Regions from separate parts of the Mus musculus genome. Here region 1 is linked to region 2. A link is a contact called in public HiChIP or PLAC-seq data. All regions are on one chromosome and are shown on one strand. Each heading gives the region's core, a stretch centred on a gene start, on an enhancer-like site or on the middle of the called end of the contact. The rest is flanking DNA. Distances are from core to core; before and after follow the strand shown. Region 1 overlaps Gm36019 (a long non-coding RNA gene). Region 2 overlaps Ube2ql1 (ubiquitin-conjugating enzyme E2Q family-like 1).

What was found. HiChIP or PLAC-seq counts read pairs in DNA pulled down with a chosen protein or histone mark.
Region 1: a contact with region 2 is called in an H3K4me3 HiChIP or PLAC-seq map of embryonic basal ganglia, with 2.3 times the contacts expected there. The contact joins two enhancer-like sites. A contact is called at or near these places in 2 of 484 Hi-C or Micro-C datasets (the C10 cell line and embryonic stem cells), 7 of 115 datasets of contacts at active chromatin or transcription factors (bone marrow-derived dendritic cells, embryonic basal ganglia, embryonic forebrain and 2 more) and 1 of 9 other capture datasets (embryonic stem cells).

Annotation. Positions count from the first base shown.
Region 1 is chr13:69,985,074-69,989,095 of GRCm38.p6, forward strand. It overlaps Gm36019 (a long non-coding RNA gene), which reads left to right. Exons shown (of 4, transcript XR_382628.3): 2 at 124-276. Among named protein-coding and RNA genes, the nearest start is that of Gm36019, 3.5 kb to the left of the region's middle. Within about 2 kb of position 2,343, at least 40 of the 459 cell types and tissues checked have an H3K27ac peak or open chromatin away from gene starts, as enhancers often do. A contact at or near this core is called in embryonic basal ganglia, where this site is marked.
Region 2 is chr13:69,716,522-69,720,260 of GRCm38.p6, forward strand. The region is part of intron 1 of Ube2ql1 (ubiquitin-conjugating enzyme E2Q family-like 1); the gene reads right to left. Among named protein-coding and RNA genes, the nearest start is that of Gm35618, 21 kb to the left of the region's middle. Within about 2 kb of position 1,915, at least 31 of the 459 cell types and tissues checked have an H3K27ac peak or open chromatin away from gene starts, as enhancers often do. A contact at or near this core is called in embryonic basal ganglia, where this site is marked.

The DNA.
Region 1 (4,022 bases), core at 1,093-3,592, 270 kb after region 2:
ACTTGCTTTGCATGGTCCAGAGGATGAGCCAAGTGCTAGACTTTCAGTTTTTAGTGAGTTGTTTTTTTAAAAAAATATATAACAAATCAAAGTTAAAAAAAATAACAAGAAACAATTGGGCAGGTAGCAGAACATCACACATGATCCAGCAGAGACTGCAGAACATCACACATGATCCAGCAGAAGACGGCAGAACATCACACATGATCCAGCAGAGACTGCAGAACATCACACATGATCCAGCAGAGAGAGACTGACTGAGCAAGCCCTGTTGAGGTAGGCAGCTGAAGCTCTCAACTGAGAGTCCTGGGCAGAGCACAACGTGCCCTCTGGAGAGGTTTTTAACCAAAAGAACAAACAGCAGTTAGAGATGGTAACACTCAGTGGACTTGGGGAAGCTGAGGTGGTCAGTTGGAGTTCCCCACTGGGCGGTCTCCTCTTGTGTGCATTTGGCATGGCAGCCATTTTCATAGCATGGGCTAAGCATTAGTAACTCTGGTTGGAATGGTTCTCCTCCTGGCTGTACACAGGGACCCCATGCTTTTATACTTGGGTTGTTTTGCTGTTCCCCTGTCACAGAGTTGGGGGTGTTGGGGAACACCACTCTCACAAATGGCTTTAGGGGACACTCTGAGACCAAAGGATTGGGTCTGAAGCCATGGGTGAGAAACCTTGTTTGCAGGACCAGATTCTCAGTGAATTCTAGCAAGCATGATAGTGTACCAATATAATAGTTGCACAATGTACCATCTCCCAACGGCTCAATCAGGAAGAGTACTTTAGATCCCAACTGTAACACCATTTCTTCAGTAGAAACTCTAAAATTACAGACACTTGCTTGCTCTCTCTCTCTCTCTCTCCCTCCCTCCTTCTCTATGTGTGTATGTGTCCATGATACACTATTTCCTGGCAGTTGTTTATAGACTGGAATGTGGGATATAGCAGCAACCTTACATGAATATTTCCTCTAATGACCAAGGCTTTCTTCTGTCAGCCTTTCATTCATTCCTGTCCGTCCAATCAACACCTCAGGGCCCGGGAAGTGGCTTGATGGTGGAGGCTGCTTTTTTCTTAGAGTTGGACATATTCTAAGTTGTTGGAGGGTCTTTGCTCAGTCATAGATGCCCAAGAACATGCTCAAGTGAGGCAAAGAGGGGAAGTTCTTTATGGAACTGTGTGTGTTCCATCCCTTTGCACTGCAACTGAAAGCATAGTTCAGAAGAAACGTGAGAAGAGGGGTTCCCCAGGGGAGGTCAGCAACTCCTGTGGGATGCAACCAGGCCTGAGGACTTGCATGGACACCAGCTCTGAAGAGGCCACTACAGCATGATGCTGATTTTATTTACCTGTCCACCCATCCCTGCTACCTTTCCTTCACTCATGGTTTCTGTAAGCCGTGAGGTCTGTGGTGCTCATGGGTACTCTGTCCTTCTGTCCTCTTCACCATCACCTTGTCCTGCTCAGGACAAGCCCACAATATACCTGAAGTTGAGTGCCCATTACCCCCAGGTCCTTGATGGGTCTTCCTCTTCCTTCTTGCCCTTTTGCCTATACATTTGCCCCTTGGACACTTCTGCCAATATTAGTTTTCACTGTTCATCTGCCTCTCCCTCAAATAGAAGTGAACATAGAGAGCTGGTGTGCCACGGCTGGTCCAGAGGGTCTGCATTGGAACCTGAGCTGAGGAAGACACCATCCTATCTAAGGCAACAGAGTAGGTGAAGATTACATGTCCACCATTTTTGCCATTGGGTGCTGCAGACACGTGAGTCCCTCTCATGGTTGGGATCATTGAGATAGGAACCAGGGAGAGCCCCATGGAGGAGTTCTAGAGCCTCCAGTTTCTAGGAACTCAACCCTCATCCTGTTGAGAGAGGCAGTGGACAAGATGGTGCCCACTGCCTGTTTCAGACACAGAGTGAAAGCTGTGCTCATTAGTCTGTGGAGCAAGGCCCTTATGTTCTCCACCCCCGGCTAAGTGCTGTCAGCCTTTACTGGAAGAAAGAGGCCACATGAAGACAAGGTCTGTTATCATTATTAAATTGTTTGGGTCTTTATTAACATATTCATGAGGCTATTCAATTTAAAATATATTTCATTTCCTTAGCCCAGCAAATAATTCTCCCTTTCTTAGGACGGCTGCAAAATTTAATATAGAAGGGATTTCACTTGGCAGCTTGTGTCTGGAAAATGCGGTTCAGAGCTGCAGAGCGTGTGACGTGTGTGACGGAGGAGTTTATCTGCAGTGCCGAGAACAGGAGTCAAAATGCCCCGCCCCCTGAGCAAGCCTTCCTTTGCTGGAAGCACAAGTGCCCCTTGCAGCCTCTGCAGGGTGTGTGCCTTTGGCAAGTGAATGGTTTGACGCCTTTGTGCCGCAGCAGCTGACTACTCTCAATGGGGCTGTGACCCAGGGCTTTAAGAAGTAAATGGTGTGCCAGTAGTGTTTGGGTCTGGCCTTTCTCCTTTCTCCTGCGGGGAAGGCAGAGTTTCTCAATGGCTTGCTGCTCTTTGGCCAATGCAAACTCACTGTTCTCTGAGCTAACTGTGGTGCTGAAGATAGGCTTAATACTGTCTCCAGGAGCGGAACATTTCAGCACCCACATGGGTTTATAGCTGCTTTGGGCTTGGGGGAAACAGCATCCCACATACACAGGAGAATTACTCTGTCTCAACAGCTTCACAGGAGGGAATATGGACTTTTACAAAGGCACATGTTGGGGTGCTTGCATGGGCAATAGAGAAACAAAAAAACCATGGCAGCCCAGAGAAAAGAATATATGCAACCTGAAAATTCATTCTACCTCTGAGGCATTGGGACCAAACCTCGGATGTCAGGCATCTGTCTGGATTCTCTAATTCATAAGAGGCTGAATCATTAGCAACATTAAGCCCACTCAAGCTACTTAAAGCTTTTTACCGTATTTCATATTGAATGAAGACTTCTTTTAATCCAAATATTTAATGTGTTACGTCTGCTCATCTTTCTTACTTCTGATAATGACTACAACAGATATATCCAGCTAGACCTGTGAATTATCAAAACTCTGCTTAATCGCTGGTGAAGGACATATTCTCTACCACCTCCCGCCCCCACCTCTCCCATCTATAAAGAAACCATCGCTTAACTTGTCCTTGAACTATTTCATATTTCAGTTAATTAAAAGAATGCGGAGGAAGCCTGTCTCCCTGGTTTGGTGTGGTTAATTAACAAAGGTATTCAATATGCCACTGTAAATGGCATTCTGCTAGCACTTAATTAAAATAAATACAAAAACTTAAAGGAACAAACAGATTTTGGCACTGGTCTGTGGTTTCAGGGCCAGATTTTATGTGTGGATATAACGCAAGCATAGGAATAAATCTCGAGTCTGTGCCCTTAATGGACTGGCGTCTGGCCAGAAGCAAGGAGGCTACAGCAGCAGTTCCAGCTTGCAGGCTTTAGGAAGGCTTGCCCCCTCCCCTCCTACCCACCCCACATGGGAGTGGCTGTCACCAACCCTCTCCACATCCCAGGGAAGGGAGCACAGCTTGGTCCCTTTTCATCCATCCTTCTGCTGACAACCCACAGTGTGCAGGACAAAGTGTGTTTATTCACCATGCTTCACCATGGGACTTGGAAACATATTTTAGATATGAACTCGTTGATCTTGCTCATTCCTCCTCGTGCTGCTGCTGGCTGCTAGAATGGAGGATGTCTTCAGACTGACCCATCAGGAGACTGGAGAGGAAGGAAACTCTTGTGAATGCTTCCCCATCCCCCAGATTGGGGATCCCTCCAAGTTTGCCATAACTGTAGCAATCTAGATGGTGCAAAATGAAAGGACCTCCCCCCCAAAAAAAACCTCCACAGAAATCTGACTCTTGGATTTGGAAAGTCGATTCTTGGATTTCCAAACCATTTGGGAATCAGTTTTTATATATGAGTAATCTTTGGAACAGAACCACGTGGATACCACCCAAGAAGAGCTTCTATGCTGGAGTTTTTGTTAGCATGTATGTGTGTGCATGTACATGCTTGCAAC
Region 2 (3,739 bases), core at 665-3,164:
GGACATCTCTAAGATCCAAATGATCAACTTTCTTCTCCGTGTCTCCTTTACAGAAACTTCCATGAAGCTGTTTCTCTAAAGGCTGCAATGTTAGCAAGAAGCTGGGTGGGGTAGTTCATCTTCTGGGCTAGAGTACATGCCCAGTGCAGCCATGACTGTCCTGAGTGAGGGTTAGCTGGTGGCTTCCACCAGAATTTGTTTCAGACCCTCACAACAGCAGCAAGTTGCTACAGGTCTACTTTAGCAGGAAGGGACCGGGCTCCAGGGTGACTGTTGAGAATTCTTGCAGTGGCTGGATTCATAGTGGCCCTTAGTGGCTGGTTCTACATCAGCATGATTTAGAAAAAAATCATGGCCAGGCAGAGCTCAGGTCGTGTGGTTTAGTGAGTCTAAATGTGTATGTGAAAGTGGACATGTAGCATTAAATACATAAATCCCTGAATGGGATTCCTTCCTGCATTAAACCATTTATGTTCCCGGATGAAAGGCACACAAACACACACACACACACACATACACACACACACACACACACACACACACACACACACACACACACACACACACACACACAGCCATTACATTTTAAAATGCCTTGAACAGCACAGTAGCTGGGCAACTGTCTACCCTCTAAGCTGTTAGAATCTACCTCCTATCCATAACCCAGGCTATTACTATGTTTCATCTGGGCTGCTCTTAGTTCCAATCAGGCAGCCCTCTGGGCTACGTTCTCTTGGCCCCTAGCCCGTGGCAGTTTTTCTTTCTCCTCTCCCATATGTCCTCTCTATCCCATGGTGGCTTCTTCTTCTTTCTTCCTTCCTCTTCTTCATGGTCCCAAACCTGGGAAACCTAAACCCTGTCTATATCTCTTCTCCCTAGCTATGGGCTGGTAACATCTTTATTTACCAATCAGAATTAACAGGGAACAGGGTCCCTCAATACCTTACATACGGATCTGTCTTTAGGACAGTTTGGGGGGATCCAAATTAACATTAGAATACAAATAACATTAGGCCAACTCACTACATGGACAGACGCCTGATTAGTTCGAGGCCACGTAGTGATTATCACTGCTGTTCTTGATGGATGTCATGGCTGAGTGAATGTGGACACGTGACGTGGATACTTCTTGATGCTCTTGGTGCCCTAGGCAAGCCTAGACTTTCAAGAACCTAGAAACTTCAGTGTCAATGCTGGCCACTGTTCTAAGGGCTTAGACATGAGGCTACCTTAGGGAGACTCTGGGGGACAGACATGGAGATTTGTAATCCTTGGAGTTGAGGAGTGGGGTCGCTGGCTTATTTATTGGTAGCAGGGAGTGTCTAACAAGAACAGTGGGATGACTGTTGAGAAGTTCAACCAAGTTTTCCTGCTGAGGAAACAATACCATTAGCCAGTGGATTGGAGACCATACCATGCCCTAAAGGTCACACAAATGTGTTGTGTGTTCACAGGTACTGACTTCCTGCAGCCCTTTCTCCAAAACTAGCTGAGCTCAGGAACACACTAGTCCGGGCCTCTGCCCTTGGCCTTGAACCTCTCTGCATCTGCCCATTTCCCTAATGAGCAAGCACAGCGGTGTTCTGTTGGAGGCAGCAAAGATTCAGCAACTCTGTGACCCAGAGGGCAAGCCCTAAACACCATCTTAAAGCGTGATGTCCCCCATCTGCCCCCCGCCCTCAGAAAGTTGGACCTTTAGGCCCTGAAAAACTTTTTTTAACGACCAAACTTTCTATAAGATGCTGTAACCATTGGATACATTTGCCCCAGAACACCCTTTGGATTGTTTTGTGCAGTGTCTGCTAATGAGGCGCTAATGAAGTGGCAGGCTGGAGGCGCAGAAGCAAGCATCCACTCAGCGAGAATGAAGACTCCTCCCCTCCCTGCCAGGACTCCAGGCTGTGAGGAGGGGGCGGGGGAGCCAACAGTTTCAGATCCCAAGGGTTTCGGATGACTCAGCAGATTACCACCCTGCTTTCAAAGGCCCCAAAGTGCTTGTTCTCAGTCATTTCAATGGGTGTGATGCTCTTAACACAAGTCATCTCAATACTCTTTCTCGGTGAAACAGTCTCTCTCCACAAGCCTGCTCCATGGCATGCCTGGCTGTATAATCCAGCAGCCACCAACAGAGGCTAACGCTGGAGGCTTGTACACCTCCATGCTGGAACCTCAGTGGTTGCAACCTTGAGCCTATTTCAAGGTAATAGAGCATTCTGTTTTACGCTGAGGTCCCCAACTTGTTTTGGCAACGCTCATTAAGCTGTTACCTGCATCTCTGCCCCGGTTCATTGGCAACATAAAAACCTGTGTGTTGGGTCTATCGCCTGCTCTGGAGCCAGCCCAAGGTGCTCAGAGCACCTGTATAATACTAGCACGTTTGAAAGGTAGCAGCCCTGAAGTCCTATGGCACCTTTCTTCTCCTCCAGCTTCTTGCAGCACCCTGTGTGGTTGGCAGTCCGTGCTCTATGCACACTAGGACAGTATTTGCACTATGCGCACTAGAACTGTCCATTCACTATGCACACTAGGACAATCCTAGTGGGCTCTGTGCCCACTGTTGATGGCATGGGAGGGCTAGAGGATCCCACCTGTCTGCTCAGCTCTTCCATAGTACTCCTGTTCTTTCAGGTGGGGTTGGGGTGGGAGCTAACAGTCTTTAAAGATGGTAACTGACCAGGAAGAAGGTTGGTGGATACATGCAGAAAGATGTGTGAGCTCCAGACCCCTGTGCAGGGGTGGCCCTGTGTTCCTGTATGTAGCTCACATGAGCACAGGAGAATGTAGAGAAAATCCAGGCCCTCTGACAATAGAAACTCAGAATGCCCACTCTCTTACTTTCAAGCTACACTGCTGCATAGACATGGAACAATAACCTAGGATCTTCTCTACTAAGAGAAGCCTCTCAAGAGCTACAGACATCAGACAACCAATATGCCACCACAACCCCACACACTGTCACTCTGTCCAGGAACTTTCTGACCCTTTCAGGAAGAAACAAATCTTTGACAGCACAGAAAGAGCTATGGGGTAATACCAATCCCTGTAACAAACTAGTGTTGGCTTGTTGGTGCCTGGACTGCTGTGGACCAATAGAGGGGGACAGAGGCAGCTTCTTAGAGATGATCCCTGGGAGGGACAGGTCTCTTGACAGGTTATTGGTAAGATGCTATGTCTTCTGGGTAATTCTGAATCTCTGGGGGGAAATCCTGCATTCATTACTGGGTCCACACACTGAATGGAAATGGCAGGGCAGCCCCTTGGCAGGGTAGCCCCTTAGTACCTGCATCCTCAAAGTCTGCACTCTTTTTAATTTAAATAAATAAATAAATAAATAGAAAAATAGAAAATACAGTATCTTGCTTTGTGGCCATGGCTGGCTGAAACTCACAGACATCTGCCTGCCTCTGCTTCCCAAATGTGAAGATTAAAGACCTGTGCTATCATGCCAGGTTCACTGAAGACCAACACAGGGGCCACTTCAACCTTATCATAAAGCATCATGGAGGGATGGAACTGAGGGTGGGGGCATCTATCTCTTCATTAAACTATTACCACCATAAGGGTTCATGGCCAAAGTTAATAGCAACAGACAAAATCCCCTTATGCCATTTGTTATTTAATTGCCTTTTAGGGTTAGTTGCATTTAGAGGAAGAAAGAAAATCTAAAGACCATTTTAATTGCCATATTGCAAACATTGGGGATAACACCCTGAAGTTAAGATATAAATATATGTGCATT